Regions from separate parts of the Sus scrofa genome. Here all the other regions are linked to region 3. A link is a contact called in public Hi-C data. All regions are on one chromosome and are shown on one strand. Each heading gives the region's core, a stretch centred on a gene start, on an enhancer-like site or on the middle of the called end of the contact. The rest is flanking DNA. Distances are from core to core; before and after follow the strand shown. Region 1 overlaps LOC106505408 (a long non-coding RNA gene). Region 2 overlaps PECAM1 (platelet and endothelial cell adhesion molecule 1). Region 3 holds the start of MILR1 (allergin-1).

The links. Hi-C and Micro-C count contacts between places; a contact is called where the count stands out from the background.
Region 1: a contact with region 3 is called in a Hi-C map of retroperitoneal adipose tissue, with 2.1 times the contacts expected there. The contact joins the enhancer-like site here to the promoter of MILR1 in region 3. A contact is called at or near these places in 5 of 5 promoter capture datasets (fetal liver, fetal skeletal muscle, liver and 1 more), 34 of 47 Hi-C or Micro-C datasets (adipose tissue, blood, brain and 16 more) and 2 of 2 datasets of contacts at active chromatin or transcription factors (alveolar macrophages and skeletal muscle).
Region 2: a Hi-C map of liver shows a contact between it and region 3, with 1.5 times the contacts expected there. The contact joins the enhancer-like site here to the promoter of MILR1 in region 3. A contact is called at or near these places in 4 of 5 promoter capture datasets (fetal liver, fetal skeletal muscle and liver), 26 of 47 Hi-C or Micro-C datasets (adipose tissue, blood, brain and 13 more) and 2 of 2 datasets of contacts at active chromatin or transcription factors (alveolar macrophages and skeletal muscle).

The regions. Positions count from the first base shown.
Region 1 is chr12:14,729,091-14,734,119 of Sscrofa11.1, reverse strand. All of the region lies in intron 1 of LOC106505408 (a long non-coding RNA gene), which reads right to left. Among named protein-coding and RNA genes, the nearest start is that of TEX2, 33 kb to the left of the region's middle. Within about 2 kb of position 2,094, at least 1 of the 83 cell types and tissues checked has an H3K27ac peak or open chromatin away from gene starts, as enhancers often do. A contact at or near this core is called in retroperitoneal adipose tissue, where this site is marked.
Region 2 is chr12:14,713,045-14,717,573 of Sscrofa11.1, reverse strand. All of the region lies in intron 14 of PECAM1 (platelet and endothelial cell adhesion molecule 1), which reads right to left. Among named protein-coding and RNA genes, the nearest start is that of PECAM1, 47 kb to the right of the region's middle. Within about 2 kb of position 1,868, at least 18 of the 83 cell types and tissues checked have an H3K27ac peak or open chromatin away from gene starts, as enhancers often do. A contact at or near this core is called in adipose tissue, fetal liver, fetal skeletal muscle and 6 more, where this site is marked.
Region 3 is chr12:14,636,249-14,640,849 of Sscrofa11.1, reverse strand. MILR1 (allergin-1) reads left to right here and starts at 2,904. Exons shown (of 9, transcript XM_021066766.1): 1 at 2,904-4,240. The coding sequence starts at 4,153.

The DNA of each region.
Region 1 (5,029 bases), core at 845-3,344, 94 kb before region 3:
TTGGACACCATCCCTTCAGCGTCCCACCCACACCGAGGTTTGGTCTTTAATCTCTCCAGCAAAATCAGCAGGAGAAAGAGAGAGAACCAGAGGAGGGGAAGAGTCAAGGTTCCTCCAGCTGTCACCACTTGATGCACAGGTCCTAGGTCTCCTTAAGTAGTTCCTTGTGACTTCAAATGTCACTGATGATAACTCTTTTTCATTCTGCAAAATTTCGAGCCTTAGAAAAGTTACAAGAAATAGTACAATGAACACTTGTATATTCTTCACCTAGATTCCCTAGCTGTTAATATTTTGCTCACGTGCTTTTTTTCTCTCTCTCTCTATAGTATTAATTTTCATCTTTGATGAATTGTTTGAAATTTAGGTACAGACATCATGACGCTTTATTCCTAATACTAGGAACGAGGACATCCTGCATAATCATGGTATATTATCACACTTGGGAAATTGATCATGGATGCTCTCCTAGTCTGATAGACATTCTACATGCAAATGTCTCCAACTGGCCCAATGTTGTCCATTAATAGCTCCTTCTTTTTTTGCTGCACCCACGGCATGCAGAAATTCCCACGCCAGAGACTGAACCCGTGCCACAGTAGTGACCGAGCCACAGCAGTGACAATGCCATCTCCTTAACCTGCTGAGTCACTAGGGAACTTCAAAACTACAATTACTTTCCATATGATACCTGAATTCTCCGCTGGATCCTTGTCCTAGAGATGTAATTTTCCATATCACCACTAGATGGCACTCTAGACAGTCCTTGTCCTTCAACAGCCCTTGTAAAAGGGCAATTTAAGGATTGTTTCAACAATAGGAGTCTTATTGTAAAGCACATGCTATTTAAAATACCTGTATATTGGGAGGAGGGATAAATCTACTATATAAAAATAGATAACCAACAAGTGTCTACTGTAAGTCACAGGGAACTATGCTTACCTTGTAATAACCTAGATTCTTACATTCTTCTGACATTCTTAATGGAAAGAATCTAAAAAAGAATCTAATATGTATCCGAATCACTTGGCTGTCCACCTGAAATTAACACCACATTGTAAATCAACTATATTTCAATAACAAGTAAAATAAAATAAAATCTCTATATGTTTATAAAAGTGGTGTCCTTTCAGGTGTGTCTTCCCATACATGATTTTTTTTCTTTTAGAGCCACACCTGTGGCATATGGAGGTTCCTAGGCTAGGGGTCGAATTCGAGCTATAGCTGCCAGCCTACAACACAGCCACAGCAATGTTGGATCCTTAACCCAATGTGTGAGGCCAGGGATCGAACCTGCATCCTCATGGATACTGGTCAGATTCGTTTCCGCTGAGCCACGATGGGAACTCCCCATATATAAGTCATAATTACCAGGGGAGGAGTTCCCGTTGTGGCACATCGGAAACAAATCCGACTAGGAACCATGAGGTTGTGGGTTCAATCCCTGGTCTCCCTCAGTGGGTTAAGGATCTGGTGTTGCTGCGGCTCTGGTGTAGGCTGGTGGCTACAGCTCTGATTAGACTCCTAGCCTGGGAAGGTCCATACGCTGCGGGTGTGGCCCTAAAAAGGACAAAAAGACAAAATAATAATAATAATAATAATTACTAGGGGATATTGTTCATGAGGATTCTGATTCAGTGGAACTGAAGGAGGTCCTAAGATTCTGCATCTCTAACAAGCTGCAGGGTGGTGGGTGGTTGGGATGCGGCTGGTTTGGGGGAACAGGAAGGAGCAGGGCTTAGAACAAGCATAGGAAAGAACCTATCTATTTACAATTAGACAACTTTTCTTTTTCTACCAGAATCTGCAATGCAGCTGTTCTCACCTCCTGCTCCCTCCTTCCCTCTCCCAAAGCCCTGTGGCGTCCTTGCTTCTGCAGCACAGGGCCGTTGCTCTAGCTCATCTCTCTGTCTGGAATCTCTTCCCCAGATGTCCTGCTTGGCTAACTTCATGCCTTTCCCCAAATCTCACTTCTGACCGAGACTCGCCCGACCACCCTGTTGAATATGGCCCCTCCCCGCCCTGCTTCCAGTCCTTTCCTCTCAACCCCACTGACTCTTTCCATAGTCCTCGCCACCCTGCACACACCATAGATAGGCTTGTTATATGAATCCCTTATTTCTGTCTCTCCCTGCTCAAATCCAAATTCCATGCGTGGAGGGATCTTTGTCTCTCTTCTTCTCCAATGTGCCCCAAGCACCTAGAACAGTATCTGGCACATAGTAGGTTCACACACACACTCACAATTTGTGCACCTCGGTGGAACTTCAAGGTGATGGAATCCAATCCCTTTATATGGTGGGCGAAGAAATGATACAGAAATGGCCAAGGCCCCCCGGACTATAGGTAGAATATCTTGCTTCGTCTAAATGAATATAACTTAAAAGCAGGACTTGTTTCTATCTGTTAAATTTTAAGCTATCATTTTGATTTTTATAATTTGTGTTAGGCCATTCCCCAAAAGGATCTGAAGCAGCTGACAAGATGAAATGTGATATAACACGGAGCAGCTAGGAATTAAAATGCAAGCGATACCATCTAGAGGAAGAGGGAGCTGACATTAACAGGCCCTTGACAGTAGTTAATTACCCTAATGGGGAATAGAATTTGGCTCGGAACGCTTTGGCAGCCGAGTTAAACGGGAAGCACGTGGGGCTGCAGAATGTTCGTTGTCTGTCCTAAGAAAGCCTGAGCACCGGGCAGGGACGCACTTCCAGGAGGAGTTGAGTACAAACACGGAACTCTGGGTGACATCCATTGAGCCCCCAACTGGCTAATGTTTACAAAAAACCCAAAGTCATTGTTGAAGAATGCGATCCTTTCATCTGGGCAGACTAAACATAACATGAAATCACCTGAGCGCACTATGGTTCAAGGGAATTCTTGTCTGATGCTCTACCTGAAAATACGGATGAGAGCTTAGAAAAATCTAGAAGACAACGTAGATAAACCTGTCAAGGAACGTTGTTTACAAATATCTGCTATCTCAGATCTTAGACAAACACTGAGTCACAGGCAATTCGTGGGTTGCATTTTCATATGTTCCATATTTATCGAGTTTCTAGCTGTAAGTGTAATTCTCTAACAAAACATTAGAAATCAACTACACTCCAATATGAAATGAAAATTAAATGTAATTCTCGTTCCTTTATCCCTAGACAGCCCCCTGCCCCACCCCCCAAGCTCAGCTAGACCGAGGGCAGAAAGAACAGGAGGGGAAGTCATGTCTGTTTCTTTTTTTCTTTTTTCTTTTTTTGCTTTTGAGGGCCACACCCATGGCACATGAAGTTTCCCAGGCTAGGGGTTGAATCCGAGCTACAGCTGCTGGTCTATACCACAGCCACAGCAACATGGAATCCGAGCCTTGTCTGCAAACTACACCACAGCTTGGGGCAAGACCAAATGTTTAACCTGCTGAGCAAGGCCAGGGATAGAACCTGCAACCTCATGGTTCCTAGTCGGATTCGTTTCTGCTGTGCCACCACAGGAACTCCTCGTCTAGTTCTTCAAATTGCCTAAAGTATTTGCTAGGGTGTATTCTGTATCCGAAAGAGAGAGACGGCACATCCAGCAAAGTCACCTCTTCTGGCCACTGGGAATTATCCTTCATGATTAAGCAGGGATTATTGCTGTATTTTCTGCAGATGCTTTTTTAAAAAAACGGTTCTTTTACAAAGTCTCTGAATATCCTGTGACTACTAGCCAATTTATTTTAATAAATGATGATACATTTTTCTTATACACCTCTTTAAAAAAATATGTAAGGATTTCCCAAGGCATTTTATTCTGCCCGATGCAATTAAAATTGCTTAGGAGTTCCCTTGTGGTTTGGTGGGTTAAGGATCTAGCATAGTCGCTGCAGTGGCTCAGATCACTGCTGTGGTGTGGTTTTGACTCCTGGACTGGGAATTTTTATATGCTGCAGGTGCAGCCAAAAAAACTACTTTTTTCATTTTTATTGATGAAATACAACACAGAATTTGTTGGGTATTATTTCATGTGCTTTTTGGTCATTTGCATATCTTTTTTGGAAGTATCTATTCATGTTCTTTGCCAATTTTAGTATTGGGTGATTTTAGGAGTTCTCTATATAGTCTAGATATGAATCCCTTATCAGATATATGATTTTCAAATATTTTAAGATATTTATCAAGGCATTTTTTTCAGTCTAGTTAACTGTGGCCATGTCTTCAAGGGAGCCCCACTGAGTCCTCTTCTGCCCATCACAGACGTATCACACATGGAATGTTCTTTCTCCACCCAGCATTGGTTCTGCCACACCGACAGCCCTTGGCTGTGAGAGGGCCCAGGGCTTGAGCTGGCAGTAGGTCAATGTTGGCCGCCTGGTGCTGGATTCTATTCCAATCAAACCCTGGGCTTTTGCTGGGATGGCCTGGATTCCACTGCTTCAACTACCTGCATCAGCTGTTTCCATCTTGGAAGAAGAGACCAGATTGGGTTTGCCAATGGGCCAGCTGTGTGCAGAGTGTGGTGGGGAGGGCTGCCATCCTTGAGGACTGGGAGGCCTCTAACCAGCTTTTGGTCTGTGCTGGTCATTGGTGGGCTCCTGTTTCTTCAAGGTGGCTGCCTAGAGAGGCATCTTCCACAAGCCATGGAACATGCAGAGTGCTGCACAAACCCACGGCTCATTGTTTGTTGAATAAATGCTGATAAGCAAAGGTGACGTGTTGGGCCGTTTGGAATCATGCTGCCTTGATGTTCACTTTTTGATTTAAACATCACATCCCCATATGCCAACACCTCCCACAAAACAGAGAGAAGCACCTGTGTTGGTCTTGGCACAGATCTGTTCAAGGGCAGGGCCGGGGCATTTTTGTCCTCTGCTGTGCGTTGCACGTGTTTGTGGGTGTGCATGCGTGTGTGGGCGAGCACAGGCATGCGTGTGTGTTCACGCATATGTCTACTTATGTTTGCTCATGCACCAGGGGCTGGACAGTCACATCAACTCAAGACAGTACCTGGGACCCGACAGCAGACCAGTGAGTCCCAACCTGTTCAAGGATAAGGA
Region 2 (4,529 bases), core at 619-3,118, 78 kb before region 3:
TCTTGGCAGGGGGTGTGGATCAGTCTGAACAGAAGGGAAGGAGGGAGGGGGTGGTGGTGCAGGAGATGCCAGACCCTCAAGCTCACTGGGTACTCTCCCAGTACGACTCCTTTACCCACAGACAGCTGCCCCGGGGCCCTGTAGCTCCACATGACAAACGTATAAAATCCCTGGCAGTTTGACATTTGACTTTTTTTGTGTGTGTCTTTTTAGGGCCGTGCCTGAGGCACATGTTGGTTCCCAGGCTAGGGGTCCAATCGGAGCTATAGCTGCTGGCCTACGCCACAGCCTCAGCAACACCAGATCTGAGCTGCGTCTTCGACCTACACCACAGCTCACGGCAATACCGGATCCTGAACCCACTCAGTGAGGCCAGGGATCGAACCCGCAACCTCATGGTTCATAGTCGGATTCATTTCCGCTGTGCCACGGGAACTCCGACATTTGACGCTTTAAACCGTTTGTGAAAAGAATGAATAGCGCATGTTATTTTGGGAAAAAAAACAAAAACCAAAAAACAAAACCCTGAGAACTACAGAAACATAGAAAGCAGGTAAATATTAACTCTGGTTCCACTGTTGACTAAAATGTCTTCCAGTCATTTTCCACTAAGTGTAGGGGGCTTCTTGGGGGGGGGTAGTTATAATTATAGTCTGCCATTTTATAGTCTTTCTTTTTCACGTAATGTGAAACATATATATATATGTTTTAGCTGCACCCATGGCACATAGAACTTCCTGGGCCAGGGATTGAACCTCTGCCACAGTGGCAACCCCTAGCTGCTGCAGTGACAACACTGGATCCTTAACCTGCTGAGCCACATGGCAACTCCAGACATAATGTGATTTTATAAACATTTCCTGGTACCTTCTTTGTTTTGGAGTTTTTTTGTTTGTTTTTTTCCTGGTACCTTCTTAAACATAATGTTCTGGTGGCTGTGTAACCATCATTCCAGGGATACGCAGTTATTTACTTAACCAGTTCCTTACTTTTAAAAATTTAGGTTCTTTCCAAGGTTTTGCTATTGTAAATAATGCTGCCAGGATCCTCTTTGGGAATAAAGCTATTTCCATACTTCCTATCGGTTTGTCTCTTCCCAGGAGTTGGGGAGTGGGGTCAGTGGAGAAGGCAGAAACAGGGCCAATGCCCTTGGCACCTGTGGTCCAGGTGCTGCCTGAAGAACGGGCCGCCACATCCCTTTCCCCCGGGGAGCCTCGTCTCAGCTACCCAGAGACCACACTGTCCCCAGGCTGGAGCCCACACTGGGACTGGCCGCCCTGCCAGAAGGCGATGCCAAGCATGCCCGGAAGAGGGTGAGAAAGACCAATGAGAAGAGGGGACACTGCGTTGAAGGTGAGCGACCCACCTGCATTGGTTAGAGATGGTTTTCACTGCAAGAGGCAAGAGGGGGATGATCTGCCCTTTGCACAGGACCCGGCCTCGCTAACTAACGGCAGAGTTTCTGAAGGGGGAGTGGCCTGTGTATCGGGGCTGATTCCCCAAATGGCCCATATGGACAAGGCTCTGAGCACAGAAGCCTGGGGAAGGCCTGGGAGGAGGTGCGGCCATTCTTGAAGGGGAGGGAGAGCACCAGCACCCCCCCTCCCCACAGCCACTCCTCAGTCTTCCTCGAGAGAGGCCACCCAAGGGGCCCCAGTTTCCACGCCCGCCCCCCGTCCAAGCTCTAACCCGGTCCCTTCTGAATCTTGGGCAGTCTCAGGGCCCAACTGTCACAACGGGAGTCACAACCTTCTGTTTCTTTCTCTAACTTAAAAATATCCTGTTTCCACCAGTCCACTTCCCCCTCAAACCCTGTCTTATCACAGCCCCATTGTGCGTCTCCTCCAGAGGGAACAGGGCCAGAAGTTCCTAAGGGGCCCCCTTCTGTCCTGGCTGAGCCAGAGGCAGGCGTCAAAGGCCAAATGGATGAATCAGCCCGACCAAGAAATTGAGCCATTGTGTAAACTTCCACACATTGAGTGAGGCCGTGGGCAGCACCCCACCCCCCAACCCAAATCTGACCTGGGAGGACCCAAAGGATCCCATGCTTCCCGCTCCCCTAAAGTCCCGAGGGGCTCTGGAGTCAGACAAAGAGGACAAGAGCCTCAAGCTGCACTTCCTAAAGCAGCCCAGACACCCAATACGAAAACTGGAGCGCGCTGATAACACTGATTGAGGACCCAGTTCTGCACGCTTGTTGTCCTGTTGCTTCGCGGTACTAGAGTCTGGTGGGTAACACCCCGTTTTTTCCGTGGAGCAGGTTTTATCCGCCTGCACTCTGAGGTTGGAGACGCCCCCTGCGGGCCGGGCCTGCTCTGGGCCTCAGAGGACTGGTTGGGATGGGCCCTCGAGTGCTCCAGAGTGGACATGGCCTGGGGGCCCTCTGTTCTTCAGTCCCTTCTCCATGATTAGCCGCTCTTGGCACACGGCATTTCTGCTCCTTTAAGAAGCATCCTGGAAGTCTGAATTCCAGGCAAAGTGGAAGCAGAAGAGGGAGGCTGAGTGAGGCAGGAGGGTCCTGTCTAGCCGGAAAGACACAGGTTAGTGTCTGCAGCAGGACTCGGCATCTCTTCCCAGAGCCATCAGCCCTCAAGTGGGATGTGCCCAGGACACCTCCAAGGTGGCCGCAGGGCCTCTAGAGAGGAAATCCAGCTTTCGTCTTAGAGGAGTCACAGGAAGTGAGGTCCTCCAAACCAGAGTTTCTTGTTGCTGGTGCCACTGACATTCTGGGCTGGAAAATCCTTTGTCATGGGGCCTGTCCTGTGCATTGTAAGATGTTCAGCAGCATCCCGGGCCCTCCAAATTATGACAATGAAAAATGTCCCCAGATGTTGCCAAATGTCCCTGCGTTGAGAACCACTGCTCTCGGCTGTGAAAATCTTATCCCAGACCTGAGTTCTTTCATGCGGAAGAACTCGACGGCATTGCTCATTAATTATAATATATCGCTTTGCCCTTCTGTCTTAAAAACTGCTGTAAATAGATATGTCCACAAGCTATGCTTTGGATGAACTGCAAAGCATCTTATAAAGTACTTTGAGGATAAGCTGGAGCGCTGCAAAACCGTCAAGGGTGGAATCAGAGTAAAGATCCACATTGCTGGCTAGCCAGGCATTCCAGTTCACACAGGCTGAGAGAACTGAAGACACCACGGGTTACCACGCATTTACGGAGAGGCTCTCTCCCCAGCTACAGTTTATCTCTTTTAGTTCCTGTCACTAGGAGGACAAGGAGGAGGAAAAGAAAATCAAAACTTCCCTTGGCTTAGTCCACACCAGTCAGAGGAGGAAGAGGTGGGGGTGGCTTTTGAACCCCAGGGCGGCTCTTAACCCAGAGCACCAGGCTATGAACAAACCCTGGGAAAATGCCTCCGTCTAAACCAGGAGAACTCAGCTAAGTAACAGATTATCCCGCAGAAGGTCTGAGACCACGGGGATGGGAGTGAACTGATTCTAGTCAGGCGCTGAGAGAAGAGTACCAGGCCGTAAGCTGGACTGCTTTCCTTCCATGCTCCGCTTCTTAGGAGCAGCTACATGACTGATAAATAAGGGACATAAAAACAGACCCATTTTTCCATTTCTGGTCGGCCAAATCATTAACTGGGACTAAAGCTTCTATTGCTGACTGGGGTTTGCAAATCCTAACCTCATGCAAACAACTGAAAAGGGAATAAGAACTTTAAAAAACTTTACGTGTGAGGTTCCCTCTGTGACGCAACAGGACGGGTGCCATGGGTCTCAGCTGGGACTCGGATCTGATCCCTGGCCCAGGAATTCCATCTGCAGCAGGGCAGCCAAAAAAGAAAAACCAAACCAACCCTCAAGTGCTAAACTTGTGGATCTAAAAGATGAGGAAATTATCAGCTTTTTCTCCATTTCCCTAAGAAAGCTGAAACTTAATGAGAGGCCATATCTCATTGTGTACCCATTCTGGCTATGTCCTGGGCCTCAACTCTCTTTTCCTTAGGCCAAGCTCAATTTGGTCTTTCTCTGATCGTCCTTGTAGTTCAGAGAAGCCCTCTTCTTTTCTCCCTAATAAGCAGGGAATATGCAGCAAAAACAAACAAACAAACAAAAGAAAACAGATTATGGCTGGAAAGCAAAAATGCTCCAAGTTGGAAATTTCCCTGCCTTGGACTAAGAGTTAATTGCTGAGACAAGATGATGTTAGCTCAGCTGTGTGTCAGCAAAAGAGTAGGTTCCAAATAGCCCAGCAGACATGCGGGGCGTGGCCAAGACCCCGCTAGAGACAAAGAGTGGGCATGATGCCGCCCTCCTTCGCATTTTACAGAGCCCACCTGCCCACCTCAGCCCTTATCCCCTCAAGGGCCAGGCACACCGCCCAGCAGCACTGAGATGGTGGCCCTGCAGCACCTCCTCAGAAGCCGAGGGCATGTCAACTGAGAATTAATGAGAAACCTCGTGCCCAAGAGAAGTGAGGGGTGGGGCCAAGTCTTATAACCTGATAGGGGTGGTGCTGAGACCAAACCAAACCCCAGTCTCTTACTTAGGATGTGTTCCATTAGGTTT
Region 3 (4,601 bases), core at 1,655-4,154:
AAAATAAGAAGAAAATGGTAGGACTGGAGTTCCCGTCATGGCACAGTGGTTAACAAATCCAACTAGGAACCATGAGGTTGCAGGTTCAATCCCTGGCCTTGCTCAGTGGGTTAAGGATCTGGAATTGCTGTGAGCTGCAGTGTAGGTCGAAGATGCGGCTCAGATCTTACATTGCTGTGGCTGCGGAGTAGGCCGGCAGCTGGAGCTCTGATTAGACCCCCAGCCTGGGAACCTCCACATGCCACTAGTGTAGCCCTAAAAAGCAAAAAAAAAAAAAAAAAAAAAAAAAAAAAAAAAGAAAGAAAGAAAGAAAGAAAATGGTAGGACTTCTTATAACAAAATGAAAGAAAAAAAGAAAATGGTAGGACTTACTATAACAAAACGAAATAAAGTTTCAATTTGAAGAGAAAAATATAATATTTTATTATTTACTTATTTATTTTGGCCACATCCAGGAATATGGAAGTTCCCAGGCCATGGATCAAATCCAAGCCACTGCTGCAATCTACACTACGGCTGTAGCAACACCAGATCCTTTAACCCACTGTGCTTGCCATGGATCAAACCCACACCTCAGCAGTGCCCAAGTCACTCTGATTGGATTCTTAACCCAATGTGCCATGGCAGGAACTCCCCAGGATAATACATATATATATTTTTTGTCTTTTTTGACTTTTCTAGGCCGCTCCCTCGGCATATTTACATTCCCAGGCTAGGGATCTAATCAGAGCTGTAGCCACTGGCCTACACCAGAGCCACAGCAACGTGGGATCCGAGCCTCATCTGCAACCTACACCACAGCTCATGGCAATGCTGGATCCTCAACCCACCAAGCAAGGCCAGGGATCGAACCCGCAACCTCATGGTTTCTAGTTGGATTCGTTAACCACTGCGCCATGATGGGAACTCCGCCCAGGATAATATTTTAAAATAAATTATTATAAAAAATATATTGTTGTTTGCGGGCAAAAGTGAAAATAAATGAATTCTAAAATCATTTAAGTTTATAGAATCCTGAGACTTTACCAAATGGTATTTGTAAAGTTCTTTGAAAGGATATGATTTAGAAACATATAATAGATAATAGAATGGGAGTTCCCGGGCTAGGGGTCGAATCAGAGCTATAGCTGCCGGCCTACACCACAGCAACGTGGGATCTGAGCCGCATCTTCAATCTACACCACAGCTCACAGCAATGCTGATCCCTAACACAGTGATGTCGAGGCCAGGGATTGAACCTGCGTTCTCACGGATTCTAGTCAGGATTGTTAACCACTGAACCACGAAGGAACTCCCATGGCTGGAACATTTAAAAATTTTATCATTGTTATTGTTCATCGGAGTTGAGGATTTAACACCAGGAACAACTGAAGTGAAGAGAAATACACAATTTATTGAGATTACACATTACCCAATGGCCACCAGTTTGAAGGAATTCGTTGGAAAAGTTCAAGGCGGTCGGCATGTCAAATCATCCCCAAAAGTGGACAGGGCTCACTTTTGGGGATAATGTTGCAACCATTTCTGAACATCAACAAAATTTTAGAAATTATGATAATAATTTTATCAGTGATTTGCTCAAAAATTTATATCACCTGAATAGTTTTATAATATAGCTTAGTTTATTTAGAGATAAAGCAGGAGTGGTGAAATATATTTTAAAATATTGGATCCGTGGAGTTCCCATTGTGGCGCAGTGATTAACGAATCCACTAGGAACCATGAGGTTGCGGGTTAGATCCCTGCCCTTGCTCAGTGGGCTAAGGATCCGGCGTGGCTGTGAGCTGTGGTGTAGGTTGCAGACACGGCTCGGATCCTGTGTTGCTGTGGCTCTGGGTAGGCTGGCAGCTATAGCTCTGGTTAGACCCCTAGCCTGGGAACCTCCATATGCCGAGGGAGCGGCCCAGAAATGGCATAAAGACAAAAAATAATAATAATAAAAAAATAAAATATTGGATCCGTGTGTTGTGTATTTCTCTCCTGGTTGTAAAATATTTTTAATAATACCTCTGCACACCTCATAGAGGTTCTGTAAGGAGTGTGAAGCTCTTAGACAACAGAAAGCCTAACTTTACTGTTTGACTATTTAGTGTTATCAAGTTTATCAATATGGCAAATTGCTGTGGACCATGACAAGGTGCATCTGTCTTGATCTGGGCCCCAAGGAACGTGCCTGGTCCGTGGATGAACTTTTTCTTTTTCCATTTGATTTGTTGTGTAGCCTCTGACATATCACGATCCTTTTCCCAGGGCCTCACTAAGGCAATGCTAGCAACGTTTACAGCAGCTCTAAGCAGCACTTCCCCTGGTTTCCTTTGTTGTCTTTGTGTCCAAGCTGCGGTTTGCAAGCTTCCTGCCCCAGCTGAAAGTTCTACTCACAGCAATGCCCCAGACGTGTCAGCGTTTCTGGAGAACCCAGATCTCTCCCATGCTCAGGCCAGGATGGATGGACAATGGAGGGAAAAGTCAAGAAGGAAACCTCTGATTCCCTTTAGCAGAAATTCTGGCATTGTGGGTCATCCTATCAGAGAGTAAATCTGTGGGGTTCTTTCTCTCCCTCTTCTTTAGTGAAAGAAACCGCCACCAATATCACAGTATCAAAGCATCGAGTGCCGTCTTTGTTAGAAGGCTGGGTGCTTGAGAAGTGACTTTTATTTATTTATTTATTTATTATTTATTTATTTTGCCTTTTTAGGGCCACAAATGAGGCATATGGAGGTTTCCAGGCTAGGGGTCTAATCGGAGCTGTAGCCGCCGGCCTAAGCCAGAACCACAGCAAGCCCAGACCGAGCTGCGTCTGCGACCTACATACACCACAGCTCACGGCAACACAGGATTCTTAACCCACTGAGTGAGGCCAGGAATCAAAGCTGCAACCTCATGGATTCGTTAACCACTGAGCCACAACGGGAACTCCCAGAAGTGACTTTTCAGGTCAGAAGGAAATAAAAGCCTTTTATGAACTGAAAGCTAAATAAGATGAATTGCTTCCAGACAGTGAAGGCCAGACAAAGAGGAAATGGGGGTGACGGCAGCAGGCCCGGGCTCTGCTCAGACCCCCAGGGGTGGCCAGATGTGGGACCGGAAATGACTGACCACCACAGGAGGGACCTGGGGAGCCCGAGCAAGAAGCACCTGGAGTGAGTTCTTATGGAGGTTGGATGATGTCCTAGAGGAACTTGTACCTGGGCAGGGAGGGCCCTGTCTTCCCCACAGAGAGGGCGCCTGTCCATGGGAATGTGTGAGACCTACAGGACCAACCCTGGGTGGCAACAAGAATCAGTAACACAAGTGGCCCAGCTCAGTTACACCTCCTGCCACTTGGGAACCTCTCACCACTTCCCACTTCAGGCTGGCAACAGCAAAGTGTGTGGCTTTGTTACTGCATGCACTTTGCAGAGTCAGGAGAATTCTGGATTGGGTAGTGGTGAATCACAAGTCACTGTGGGTTGTAATTTAGAGACTCTGAGACCACTGGGGCCCTTGTGAAAATTCAGAGTCCCAGGTTTCACCCCCAGTAAGCTTGGAGCAGGGCCTAGGAACCAGCAATGAACACAATCAGGCATTTCTGCTGCCACGTTTCTTTCTTTCTTTCTTTCTTTTTGGTCTTTTTAGGGCTGCACCCACGGCCTATGGAGGTTCCCAGGCTAGGAGTCAAATAAGACCTGTAGCCACAGGCTTATGCCACAGCCATGTTTCCATGTGTCTCTGTAGAGTCAATATTGCTTCCCAAGACTAAACCGCACTTCTGCTAATTCCTTTAGACATAGGCTGAATCCAGAAAGAGATGAGCAGGTGGGTTTACATAAAGACAACACTTTTTCTTTTCCCACTGTCCAACTTCCCAGCCAGCCTGAACTACAGGCAACCTGCCATATCTCTGCTTACAAGAACTCTCAGGGTCACACCAACCAGTCTTCTGTGTCAGGCTTTGTTCATGCAACTCTGACTTCTCTAACTTGGTCAAAAAGGAGGAAGTTCTCTAAGTGATTTACCACCCGGGTTCCACCAAGCCTCCCTCGTCCTCCTCTTGATTTCATTCAGGAGAATGTGGAGCCATCTGAACAAACTATTCTTTGGGGGCATTTTGCCTTCTGTCGCATTTAAGGCGTCCTTACCATTCTGAAGCTTGAACCTCCAAATCGAAACACCATGTGGAAAAAGAGTCTTCTCATGTTCCTTTTCTCTCTTCCAGTTCAAAAGGCTGCACTGGATTGTGAGAGGATGAGAAAAACAAATGGTAAGTTTCACTTACTTTACTCTTCTACTAAAGCTGTCTTCACCGAAGCAATGAGATGGTCAGCTTTAAGCATGACCATTCATGAATGGGTTTTTCTATGCTTTTTGATGAACAACCAAAGAGGTAAGTCTTTTCCATTACCTACTGCTCAAAACGAGGTGATTTTAGGGAGGGAGTTGAAGGATCTTTCCTGAGACTCAGAGACAAAATATTGAGACTGCTTTTTACAATGAAATGGTTCCTTCTCTGCTGTTTTCTTTTTTTCCTTTTTCTTTTTGCGTCTTTTTTGGGCCGCTCCCGCGGCACATGGAGGTTCCCAGGCTGGGGGTCCAATCGGAGCTATAGCTGCTGGCCTATGCAC